Regions from separate parts of the Hordeum vulgare genome. Here region 1 is linked to region 2. A link is a contact called in public Hi-C data. All regions are on one chromosome and are shown on one strand. The core of a region is the stretch at or near the end of the contact, and the rest is flanking DNA. Distances in the headings are between cores, read along the strand shown. Region 1 holds the start of LOC123448775 (membrane steroid-binding protein 1-like). Region 2 holds the start of LOC123446529 (F-box protein At5g46170-like).

Evidence for each region. Hi-C and Micro-C count contacts between places; a contact is called where the count stands out from the background.
Region 1: a Hi-C map of leaf shows a contact between it and region 2, with 4 times the contacts expected there. The contact joins the promoter of LOC123448775 here to the promoter of LOC123446529 in region 2. A contact is called at or near these places in 6 of 6 Hi-C or Micro-C datasets (leaf, seedling and an unstated tissue) and 1 of 1 datasets of contacts at active chromatin or transcription factors (embryo).

What each region holds. Positions count from the first base shown.
Region 1 is chr4H:411,841,858-411,844,557 of MorexV3_pseudomolecules_assembly, reverse strand. LOC123448775 (membrane steroid-binding protein 1-like) reads left to right here and starts at 1,435. Exons shown (of 2, transcript XM_045125777.1): 1 at 1,435-1,931. The coding sequence starts at 1,582.
Region 2 is chr4H:411,432,028-411,434,727 of MorexV3_pseudomolecules_assembly, reverse strand. It overlaps LOC123446529 (F-box protein At5g46170-like), which reads left to right and starts at 1,371. Exons shown (of 1, transcript XM_045123104.1): 1 at 1,371-2,700. The coding sequence starts at 1,573. The coding sequence ends at 2,676.

The sequences.
Region 1 (2,700 bases), core at 186-2,685, 410 kb before region 2:
AGAGGAAGGCCAAGTTGTGTACAACAAACGTGCGTTGCCATGGCCTCATCCACCTGCATGTTGGAGTGCCCTCTATGTTGATGGCTCGTTCTTGAGCCATGATGGGCACACATTTGCTGGAATGGTTCTGCGGAATGAGGATGGTTTTGTGATCTTTGTAGCACATAGGTACATCTTTCACTACGATGACGCCCTAGAAGAGGAAATTCACGCTATCATGCAAGGTATGGCGTTGGCCATCGAGCATTCACACAAGCCGGTAATCGTCCAATCCGATTCTTCGAATGCCTTGGCAGTACTTTAAGGCGACACTCTTTCGAGATCAGCATATGGTCATTTAGATGCTGAGATTAAAACTCACATGGTTGTTACGGAGTTTGTTCCTTGTAAAATTGGTAGAGAGCAAAATAGGGCCGCATATCTTCTGTCACATTATAACCATATCCCAGTGTTGCACTGCGGTATGGTTGAACGTGGGTCCTTCGTTTTGTGAGGAGGACTTGTCTCATGATTGTAACCCTGTAATTTTAAAATAAACTCGTTTTCACCCAGCAAAAAAATACTCCCTCCGCCCGGAAATACTTGTCCTAGGAATGAATGAATCTAGACTTATCTTAATTATAGATACATCAAATATATCCAATTTTTAGGACAAATATTTTCGGACGGAGGGAGTACTATAAACCATGTTCTCAGAAAGGAAAAGGAAAAACATTTCGAGTACATATCCCTTTTTGTAGAATAATTTTGTGTGGGCCTATCCGGAATAAGCATGTCCTTAAGGGCCGGCTTTTTGCAAGGCCCAGCAGCAACGTGCCCCGCCCGGGCTATCTTTTGGCAACTGAAGAATACCATCCTTCATTTGGGAGGGACGTTTTGGCTCCTAGGTGCATTTGCACCCGGATGAACAGTAACACAAAAAATAATAGTAAACATTTTTCAAAAAATCTGTTTTTTTTAGATGTTTGTGTTAGTCTCGCAAGAATGCTTAGCAATTTTCATGCAAAATGGAGCAGTGATGTTTCATCGGTGAAAATAAATAAATTTGGGTGTGACATTTTAGGGTAACAATTGATGTTTAATTTTTTTCCTACACAGGATAAAATGCTTAACCTTTTTGCCTAAATAAATTCAGGTGAAAAAGAACTCATAAAAAATTTATTGTGATTTTTTTAACATTTCAAAATTCATTTCCCATTTTCGCACGTGTTTCCGAAAGCTGAATCGCATTTCCGCCCTTCACCCCCCTTAAAAAAAACCTCCCCTAGAAAAAAAAACCCACCTTTCGTCTCCATTCCCAGGCCCAGCAGCAACGTGCCCTACCGGGCTTATCTTTTCCCGGGCCTATGGTTCCCAAGCCCTATAAGGGAAAAAAACTCCCACTTTTTCTCTCCATTTGTTTTGCTACTAGAAAAAGAAGGAAAAAAGGACCGTGCGGCGTGCGCTGCGACTCCGCCGGCTTTCCCCTTTCTTCCCAGGTCGCCGAGTCAACATCCGTGACCGGCGGCAGAACCACCCTGCGCACCTAACCCCGTCCCCCCCAAAACCCAGCCACCGAACCCTAAGCTCCAGCGAGCCCCCATGGCAGCGCAGGAGATCGCGGACGCCGTGCAGGCTTACACGGGCCTCTCGCCCGCGGCTGCCTTCACCGTGCTGGCTCTGATGCTCGCCACCTACCTCATCGTCTCCACCCTCTTCATCGCCCCAGACGCCGCCGCTTCGGCACCGGCGGCCCAACCCAAGCCGCCTCCGCAGCAGGAGCAGGTGACGGAGGCGGAGCCGGAGCCGGAGCCGTTCGTGCCGCCGTTTCCGGACCCTGTGCAGGTGGGTGAGATCACGCTCGAGCAGCTCGGGGCGTATGACGGCAAGGATCCCGCCAAGTCGATCCTCATCGCCATCCGCGGTCAGGTCTACGACGTCTCGCGCGGAAGGTGAGGGTTATATTGTGCCTGGACAGATACGCGCATGACCTGAGTTTAACATTGTATAAATCATACCATGCTCGAGTAACTAGACTAGACTAATTGAGAGGGTGCTTGGATACGTTTTAGTCCCATGACTAAAAGTAATGAGACTAAAACTTGCTAGCCTCACCCATGCTTGGATCTAAGTACTAAAGAGACTAAAATCAAGTTAATGAGCATTTATTATCCTTCAAATCCTCCAATCCAGAACTTGCATGAGGAGTTAAATGAGGAGAGAGAGGACTAATGCACATTTTAGTAGGGGTATCCCTGACTAAAAGATTTTAGCCTCTAGACTAGTTTTAGCCTCTCTTTAGTCAGGGGTGCTTGGAACTTTAGCCTTTTAAAAAGACTAGTTTTAGTCTCTTGGATCCAAGCACCCTCTGAGAGAAACAGTTGGAAGCAGTACTACTATGAGCAAAGCACGTTAATATGGAGTGATGAAGAGCTTATCTAAGTTTTAGTAAAAGTTAGAAGCAAGATACATAATGTGTGCTAGTAACTGTAGGTAATTATTACATTGGTGACGTGGATAGTCCATTAAATTCCATTTGGAGACATGAGGCCTGAGTCTTTTCAGGTTGATGATGTTATACTAGGATAGGAGTCTCTTACTGAGAATGGCATTTTGGAGCGCGTCCTCCATGGAAGCCGAAATTTTTGGAAAAATCAAAATTCGAAAATTTTAGTTTCAAAAAATCTTAAAAAAATTATACAAGTAAACAAGGGTGTGATC
Region 2 (2,700 bases), core at 122-2,621:
CATTAGTCCATACTCCTCGTCCGATGAAGCATCAGAGTTCATCATTTTCCCTCAAAAATCATAAAAAGCTAGGCCAAACAATGTTTTGAAGACGTAAAGTGCAAGTGGGAGCTCGGGAGTTGCCGGACGTACTGCAGTGGCGTCCGGGTCGACAGCCGCGTCCCCAACAGCAAGGAAGGGAGACGAGTTTTCCGCCGGTGCTGGTGGAGCAGACGCTCAGAGCGGCTGCGAAGCACGTGCGACGGCGGAGCTGCGAGACGCACGTCACGGAGGAAGGAGAAAAGAGAAAAGAGCAAATGGATGTGGTAGGTCAAGGGGGTGGAATTGGTGCATTTTACGGTGAAGTCGGGCTGTTGGGTCCAACATGATGGACGCACCCACACATCCCATATATGTCTCGTGTTCTGACTCGATACGAGGGATGTCGATTAGTCCGGGCATTTGAGGTTCGTTTAAGACGCCCGTTTGGGTAGCATTTTCATGGACGATTGGGCCTCTCTCTAGGCCGAGTTTGGGGGTGTGCGATGCTCTAAGAGCATCTCCAGCAAACCCGTTAAAACCGCAAACTGTAAAACTCGGATAAGGGTAAAAAAACATTTTAAGGGTCCATTTTAGCTACGGCTGAACAAATACCTAAAAACAAACTGTAAAATTGGGATAAGGAGCTTCTTCCTCTAGTTCGGCCGCTGCCGCCCCTTCCTCCAGTCGGCCACGCCCAACCCTGTCGGTCGTCGGCCGCGCCCCACCACCACGCCAGCCATGTCGGTCGTCGGCTGCGCCTCTTCCTCCAGCCGGCCACGCCCAGCCCTGTCGGTCGTCGGCCGTGCCCCATCATCACGCCAGCCATGTCGGTCGTCGGCTGCGCCCCTTCCTCCAGCCGGCCACGCCCAGCCCTGTCGCCCGCCGGCTACGCCCTGCTCTGTTGCAAGCCGCGCCCGCCGAGCCGGGAGGATTCCAGCGGCCAGGTTGAGGTCATGGGAGGCCACGATGAGGTCGAGCTCGTCCAATTTCAACCGGTGGCGATTGATTCTGGCGTCCAACGATCTTTTCCTGTGTGCGATGGCGAATTTTGGCGAGTTTACGACGGATTCCTGTGTGCGACGGTAATTTTGCAGGTTGCCTAAGTTACTGTTAAGTAGACTATATTGCTAAGAAACGGTCGAGAAGAGGCGATGAAGATGATGATTTGATTAATAAACTAAACAATGGCACTACTCTGCTGCATTATGGCAGTAGGAGCACAGCGAGAGGAAGAAGGAAGAGGGGAGGTAAAGAAAAGGAAAATGGTCGTCCTGCTCCCTCCGTCTAACGTAACGGTATGATTAGGATTAGGGGGTGCCCGACAGCGAGTCATGGAGTTAAAACAAGAGCGGAGCAGAGCGGAGCGAGCGAGCGAGCGCGCCTTTATAACTCTCTCCCCCTCGCCATCCATTACTCACCATCACCACCACCACCAACACCCTCTTCCTCTACCCGCAACCTCAGCTGCTCCTCCTCCTCCGCGCGAGGCGAGCTGCTGCTGCCGTCTGTCTCGAGCGCGCACAGCGGAGCAGAGGAATCCTCCAGTCGAGAATGCAGTCGAGGCACCGGGTGTTCGCCGAGGACCTGCTCCTCGCGCAAGGGGAGGACCACTTCGACAGCGTGCCGGACTCGCTCGTGCTCCTCATCTTCAACAAGCTCGCGGACGCGCGCTCGCTCGGCCGCTGCTCCGCGGTCTCGCGCCGCTTCAACGCGCTCGTCCCGCTCGTCGACGACGCCTGCCTCCGCATCGACCGCGTCATCGCCGCCGACGACGCGCCCGCCGGCCCGCGCCAGCGCGGCGTCATCTCCGGCCTCCTCAAGACCGTGCTCCTGGCCGTGCTCAAGCCCTTCGGCCACTGCGACGCCGGCGCCAGGCCCGCCGGCCACGCGCCCGCCAAGCACGCGCCGCACCACTCGCCCGCGCAGGTGCTCAAGAACTTCAGCAGCATCCGCAACCTCCGCATGGAGCTCCCCGTCTCCGACGTCGGCACCGACGACGGCGTCCTGCTCAAGTGGAAGGCCGTCTTCGGCACCACGCTCCAGAGCTGCGTCATCCTCGGCGGGACCAGGCTGGACCACGCCTCGGCCTCGCACGCGCCCTCCGCCACCGCCCACGACGACCACGACGCCCCGCAGTCGCAGGGGCAGGGGCAGGGGGACGACGACAATGGGAGCATACCGGAGTCCTTCTACACCAACGGCGGGCTGAAGCTGCGCGTCGTCTGGACCATCAGCTCGCTGATCGCAGCGGCCACCAGGCACTACCTCCTCCGCGAGATCGTCAAGGAGCACCCCACCCTGGAGCGCGTGGAGCTCACGGACGCGCACGGCCAGGGCACGCTCTGCATGGAGCGCCAGCAGCTCAAGGAGTTCACCGACAAGCCGCTCGCCGCCGCCGCCGCAGCCAACCGCACGCAGGTGCCGGCCTGCAACATGAAGCTCCGCTACGCGCCCATGCTGGAGCTGTCGGACGGGACGAGGATCCAGGGCGCCACGCTCGTGGTGATCAAGCCCGTCGGCGAGGCCGGCGGCATCGGCGGCGGACGCAAGGAGCTGGACGAGTTCGTGGCCGGCGCCTTCGACGGGCCATTCAGGGAGGCCGTGTCCATGCTCAGCAAGCGCCGCACCTACCTGCTAGAGATGAACGGCTTCTAATCTAGCCAAACCTGAATCTAGCTA